2 separate regions of the Zea mays genome follow, and region 1 is linked to region 2. Evidence: chromatin contacts called from public Hi-C data. All regions are on one chromosome and are shown on one strand. Each heading gives the region's core, a stretch centred on a gene start, on an enhancer-like site or on the middle of the called end of the contact. The rest is flanking DNA. Distances are from core to core; before and after follow the strand shown.

Region 1 (3,567 bases), core at 954-3,453, 230 kb before region 2:
ATCAGCACGCATCGTTGCGACTTGCGAGCGGCCCCCACGCGAGGCCAAGTTGCAAGCACAGCACAGCACAATGCGCCCGATCCGATCACCTTCGTGCCAGGCCAGGGCATTGACGCCGGCAAGTAAGCGTAGTCTGTCTACTCATGTGAGCGCACCTACCAGAGCTTACTTGACGCGGTATCTTCTACTCATGGACCATAATCAAGCCTTGGGCGCAGCTGAGAGCTGACAGGCGCAGAGGCTGTAGAGCGAACGGCAACCGCAGGCAGGCCGCCCCAGCCCCGGCAAGAACTGCAGTTAAGACGGGCACCAAAGACGCCCGCGGAAGTAATCGCCGGCGTGGGGGTCGCACATGTTTATCCGGCCGAGATGACCTGACTGGACGCATACTGCTGCCGCTGCCAGTTCTAGCAAATTTTGCGTCCCGGTGAAAGAACGGGTGGTTCCGGCCGTTAAGGAAGGCGCGCGTGACGGGGCTTAAAAGCTCGGAGCTACTACTACCTCAAACTCGATACGGACATTGATGGCAGTCTCCGCTCGGTGGATTTGGCTTTAACCAGATGTCCCGCTGCATCATTGTCCTTGGTGTTTTTGTGCGCGTCCTCTCTTCATCTCCGTCTTTTACCAAGGGCGTGTTTAGATTCTCCGAACTAAAGTTAGTCTTGTTTTTATGCCAATTAAGGGAACTAAACATGAACTAATAGTATAAATCATGGCTAATTCATGAGGCAAATCTATTAAGGTTAATTAATCTATGGTTAACATATTTTTACTGTAGTAAAACCTAGACTAATTATAAATTAATTAGGTTCAATAGATTCCTCTCAATTAGTTTATAATTAGTCCTCCAAATTAGCATCTAGAACCTGTCCTAAACGTTATTCCGATATCCAAACACCTTCTAATGATAATTGGCATAGCAGTCATCCATCCCCATGGGGGGCGTATTCTTGCACGGGCAAAAAAACACCGTAATAAAAATAAAAATCTAGTAGCGCGCGAAACGGGCTGCTTCTGATGGATTGGAATGTTCCATGTGTGAGGAGTGAGTTCATGAGAAGCAGACCAGCGTGGCAAGGGAAAGCTGAAGCATAGAGGGAGCACAGCACGATGACTTGCCGGAGCGCTACTATCTGTGTGGAACAGCCGCCGCGTGAGCGATCCTCGCTGCAACTGAGTTACGAGTTCCGTCCAGGAAGGACAACGAAACACGAAGCAGAGCCCAGAGGGCGGAACCAACAAACAAAGCGAGCGGCGCAGTGGGGGGAAATATTCAGAAGCTGTGGAGAAATCTTGGGTCTAAACATTAAGATGCACAGTAAAATTTCAGACAGCGTGACATCCGGCATGAACAGAGGAACTCCTGATGCAGGCTCTGTTATCCAAACACACGATCAAAAAAAATCCCGAACAAGACGTAGTAGAAATTGCATTGCGTAAACGAACGGGAAGAGCAATCGCGCCATATTAATGAACGGAGAATAGAAAAAACTCAAACAGGCTCGTGACTCATGAGGAAGGGAAGCGGGTGTTTACTTGGAGAGACGAGGGCGCGAGGCAGTCAGGAGAAGCCCCTGCGCGGAATGCAGATCCGGAGCGGGGCCGCCGGCGCCGGAATCCGCCGCGATTCCGGTGAGGGTGTTGGATCTAGCGCGCGGCTCCGATCGCCACGGGAGAGGTGTCGGTGGCGTGCGTCGCTTGCCGAGCACACTTGCCTTCCAGCCAGTCACACCTGCGCTTCCGCGTCGGCCGTGATCCGGCTGGATTGGACTGGACTCCTCCCCGCTGCCCACTGCCGCTTTTCCCCCTCCGCACCTCGCCTACGCTTTTGCTCCCGGCGCCTTTTCCCCTTTGGAATCTCGCCTCCTCCCGCAGCTAGCCTGCTACTACTACCGAGCGCTAGCGCCAGGCGAAAGCGCGTAGGGTGGACGGGTGGTGGCGCCTCCCCGGCGCGGCGCGTGCGCGGTGTGGGGGCGCTGCACTGCGGCTGGCCCGGTTTGGCAATGCGGCTCTGCTGCTGTATGAGTGGTGTGGAGGTGATTGTGTTTTAGTTTTGATTTTAGTTTTGAATAGAGGTGTGCTAGGCTAGGGGAGAGGTGGGAATGGAGGTGCTCCGTGCGGTGCTCTTTAGGCCATCTCCAGCCGAGGATATATGAGGGTGTGCAAGACACTATTGGTACCGTATACTAAACTGTTTACACACTGTTTAAAATCTATATCAATATCTATACGTCTGGATATATACTAATATATTAACAAACTAACGTTGGGCACCCAGTGGCTGGTAGTACCAAGTCTTCACCCTCAATACTACCGCACCGCATAAAATTGTGCAAAACGAGGACTCAAACCCATAACCCATTGATCTAAACATTTAGGGGTAATCACCAGACCACACACTTTAATATTTATAAAAAACAATAATTATATTTAAATAAATATCTCAATACATATTTATCTATACTACTCTATTAAGAATTTGATGTATGTACATGTTGCTACCACAACTTCACCCTCCACGCTGACACTCTGGACCCACCCCACGCGTTCCGATTGGTTCTCACGTCCCTTTATCAGCTACTGATATGTGGACATGCTGACACACTAGACCCACCCCACGGTCTCTGACTGGTTCTCCCGCCCCCCTGTGAATCCCAGCGCCCACACAGCCAGATACTGTGCCTGCTCAGCAACCGACCCCACCCACGCAGCTACCACACCGCGCAAAAAAATACAGAGCGAGCACTCAAATCCACACCCCCAGGTCCGGAAATTTGGAGCTAACCACCAGACTACACATATCTTAGTGTTTAGAAATAAGCAATAATTATATTTGAATAAATATTTTAATACCTATTTATATGATATATAAAAACCGTAGCAAAGCACGATTAATTGGCTAGTAAGAAATGAAATAAAGAGTGAGATCACAAGGCTAGTGGAGATAGCCTTTTAATAAAAAAATTCTTCAATGTTAACTTGAGACTGTCTGAGTGAGATCTAATAGTTAATTGACTAAAAAAATTGCTAGTGAAATTAGTTGATACTTGGCTAACTATTAACTAATTTTAGTTAGCTTGAACTAGCTAATAAACTAATGGGTAGTTAAAGGTATAGTTAATAATTAGTTGAACTATTAGCTGGAGATGTTTAGATGTCTCCAACTAAAAGCAACTAATAACTAAACTATTAGATGAGTTGTTTAAATGTTTTTAGATCATTTTAGCAGCCAACTATTATCTCTAGTGCAATTAAACATGACAGAAGGTTATGTTTGAATGCATAACCTAATAAGTTAGCTGGCTAAAAATTTATAGTAGAATTAGTTAGCTAATATACTTGGCTAACTATTATCTAATTTTAGCTAGATGGAACTAGCTAATAAATTAATGGGTAGTTGAAGGTGTAGCTAATTAGCCGGAGGTTTGAATGTCTCTCGTTAAAAGTAGCTAATAGCTATATTAATAATTGGACTGTCTATAACTAATTTTAGCAGCTAATTTATAGCTCTAACGTATTTATACATGGCCTAAATTTGGTCTTATGGATAACGAATCACACAAGTCG
Region 2 (3,622 bases), core at 1,013-3,512:
CCCCTCTCCTCGACTTTATATCGTTTAGAGACATCTTAGGTGGCCTGTCGACCCTAAGACAACTCTAGAATCTTTCTTCCCTGATGGAGTCCCTTACGGGGGTTGAGATCTAGTTCTGCAGGAGATCCACGAAGCCCTCTGCGCGCCTCATAGGTGGTCTGCCACCTATACGCGGATGGTCTGCATGCCATAGAGACAGTGGCGGACCCAGAAATTAACCAAGACCCGGGCCGAAACAACCATAAACTCTAATAGTAACATATAAATAAATTTCTAAACTATGCACAAGGTTGTCATGATGTTCTTGGGCCAACTGATCATGTCTCTTACAAGATGCATTGACAGTGTTAATAATTAATGTGGTATAGGTAAAAAAATCCGTGATAGAAGGGCAACATTTGGCAACAGCAACAACCACTAATTGCAATTGATGGGCAAAACAATGTATATAAAATGCATAGGGATTTTCATCCAATACCCATCGTTGTAGCCCATGGAATTCACCTCTCATATTTGATGCCCCATCATGGGCAAAACAATCATGTCTTTGTTGTTTGAATAGATAACAGTAAAAACAGAAGGCAGCATCTTTGGTAACACTATACTCTAACCAATTATGGTTCTTGAACCATGAATCATGAAAACTTCTTTGTCGGTGTCCCATTTTTTTAGGATATATATGGCCAATTGGTTGACATGGACCCTGTAACAAATACTCTCTTCTAACAGCATCCCTAATGTTAACATCGTATTCATCAATTGGTTTTCTAAGCCCAGGATCAACAACTATATCGAATACCTGCTCAGAAGGTGGAATTTCTTGCTCTTGTTCATCTGAAGTTGGATTTAGTACTGCCTCAACAGTAGCCTCCTCGGTTGAAATTTCTTGGGCTTGATTGTTACTGATTCCGGTTCCCACTGTTGGTTGAGAATTGGGGTTCGATCTTGGCTGCACATTACACACGACGGGTGTCAGAGCTGGAGAGAAAAATGATTGCAATGTTCTATGCTTCTTCTTCATTTTGACGGGCGGACGGAGCGTGGCCGGGCGAGCTGGCGAGGTGTTGACTGATTGGTGACTCGCAGACTCGGTGATGGTGACTGGTGAGCTCTGAGCTGCAGCCGCGACGGCGCACGGCACGGGCCACGACGCGTGGCCTGGTGGCTGGCAGGCGGGCAAGGGCCGACCGGCGAGGGGCGAGGCGAGCCGCACGCCCACACCGCAGCGGCCAGCGGCTGGCGGGCGCCGGGCGACCGCCGACCGGGCGGGCAAAGTGCCAAGGTCGAAGCAGCCAAGCAGGGGCAGGCGGGCAGCCGGGCAGGAGCAGGCGGCGGCGCGGCGCTCCTGGGACAGCCGAACAGGAGCAGAGCAGGTGCAAGCGTGCAGCCGAGCAGCGAGGACGCGTCTGGCTGGCCGAGCAGCGAGCAGCAGCGAGCAGCTAGCAGGTGCGCTTGGGCGAGGGACAGGACCAGGAGGAGTCCAGGGCGCGGCTGGCGGCGGCACCGTGGCGGCTGGCGCCTGGCGTAGGCTGCTAGGGTTCTGTTCTGGCGTTCTGCAGTTCTAGGCTACGACAGAATTTCTTTTTTTTGGGCCTGCGCGCCCCGGGTCGTGGCCTAGGTGGCCATGGGCGCCGGTCCGCCTCTGCATAGAGAAGACCAGAGCCCCTGCCCCTCTGTGCAGTCACACATGGTCCACGATCATGCAGAGAGGACTTCAAGGCCCCACACGTCCGCCAGCTCTATGGTTCGTTTGGTGATTGGCCCAAAACAAGCCAACAAATGCCTCATCCCAGAAACGGATTGGCATGTTGGATTGGGCAAGGAGATATATGCCTGTCTCAAGTATGTATCTGTTTTCTTTAAACTTAACCCATTCTGTTAGTGAGTATGAGGACTACAAATCTGGTGTGCAATGCCTACATGAGCAAAATACTTGTGCAGGTGATGATATTCTCCACCTCGGTCTGATTGAAGTGAGAGAATGTTTTTGTTCATCAAAGGTTCAGCATGTCGTTGAAACTGAAAACTGTTCCGCGCCGCTAGGTCGGCCTTTTTACGGCCCATAATATATTCTGCTGCGACGCCTGCCTCGGCGTCCGGGCATCGCCATCGTAGACACGGCAAAGGAGACGCCGGAAGGCCCGGACGGAACAAGCGAGATATTTAAGGACGCCTTTTTGGCGCGACCCCACGACATGGCGGCATATCTATCTACTACACACGCCTTTAAAACCTTTCGCCCTCCTCCGCGCTCCCGGCTCCTCCCAGCACCAGCAAGCAGCCTTATCTATCCCCTCAGCTCTGCAGCTCAGTGTCCACCACCGCCGCCTCCTTCCAGCTGGGTGGAAGAAACATGTCGCGAATGGCGCCCCCGTCTCCGCCTCAGTCCCTGAAGCCCCCGACGCTGCCCTTCTCCCCGCCCAAAAAGCCACCGCCGATGCCGGTGTACAAGGACCTGCACTTCAACCGCGACCTCTCCGCCACCAAGAAGCTCCAGGCCGGAGTGGACCTGGTGGCACGGTTGTTGGGGGTCACCCTGGGGCCCAAGGGGAGGAACGTGGTGCTTGGCAACAAGTATGGCCCTCCCAAGATTGTCAATGACGGGGAGACCGTCCTTAAGGAGGTAACGCCATGCTTCCAGAAATTAGCTAGCTGCTACCCGAAACAACAGTATGCAGCTATTTGGTTAGACTGGATCTGGATTGAATGAATGGCATGATGAAGTGAAGGCACAAAACATGTTGATCACTCCACTGATTACTGTTCAATTCTTGATCGATCTTGTTATCTTATTTGCAATGTTAGGTCTTTTTTTCACTCTGTTCTGAACACAAGTGGAAACTGCAAATTTGTTATTGTTGTGGACTTCGGGCACTAATGTACTAATATGAGATGCTTCTCGTTCCGATCATGTCCTTTTTCTGATCATGTTTTAATACTTCCAATGCCCATGTATCAATCACACTGTGTCATTCAAGATCGAATTGGAAGATCCATTAGAAAATCTTGGAGTGAAGCTGGTCCGACAGGCTGGAGCAAGGACCAATGATATTGCAGGAGATGGTTGTACCACATCCATAATCCTTGCCCAAGGCCTCATTGCTGAAGGGATGAAGGTGTGCCTATCTCTTCTCTAATTAGTTTTCTATACACTGGTAACAGCGAAAAAAGTTGCTATGATGAAGTTGTTGATTTATAGATTCTGAGTCAGGATCCTGCATTGCTTCTTATAATTGTTTCATAAAGTAGGTTCTTGCAGCTGGAATCAACCCAGTTCAGGTCGCACGTGGCATTGAGAAGACTGCTGCTGCTTTGGTGTCTGAGCTCAGACTGATGTCGCGGGTGGTATGATTTTCGAGTTTGTAAAAGTTTTTTTTTGTGCTCTGTAAATCCACTGTGGAGATATCTTAGTGGTGTGTAACCTGTTGTTTTCTAGATTGAAGACCATGAAATTGCACATGTGGCTGCAGTTAGTGCGGGAAATGATTATGCTGTTGGAAATATGATTTATGATGCTTTTCAAAGAGTAGGTAGACAAGGAATGGTGAGAATTGAAAATGGAAGAGGCACCGAGAACAGTCTGGAGGTTCTGGAAGGAATGCAATTTGAACGCGGTTACCTC

Evidence for each region. Hi-C and Micro-C count contacts between places; a contact is called where the count stands out from the background.
Region 1: a Hi-C map of ear shows a contact between it and region 2, with 2.0 times the contacts expected there. The contact joins the promoter of LOC103633550 here to the promoter of LOC103633537 in region 2. A contact is called at or near these places in 4 of 25 Hi-C or Micro-C datasets (ear, leaf and tassel).

The regions. Positions count from the first base shown.
Region 1 is chr1:33,690,352-33,693,918 of Zm-B73-REFERENCE-NAM-5.0, reverse strand. LOC103633550 (filament-like plant protein 4) reads right to left here and starts at 2,203. Exons shown (of 6, transcript XM_008655241.3): 1 at 1,537-2,203.
Region 2 is chr1:33,464,240-33,467,861 of Zm-B73-REFERENCE-NAM-5.0, reverse strand. It overlaps LOC103633537 (ruBisCO large subunit-binding protein subunit beta, chloroplastic), which reads left to right and starts at 2,262. Exons shown (of 13, transcript NM_001351754.1): 1 at 2,262-2,623; 2 at 2,979-3,116; 3 at 3,250-3,345; 4 at 3,437-3,622. The coding sequence starts at 2,354.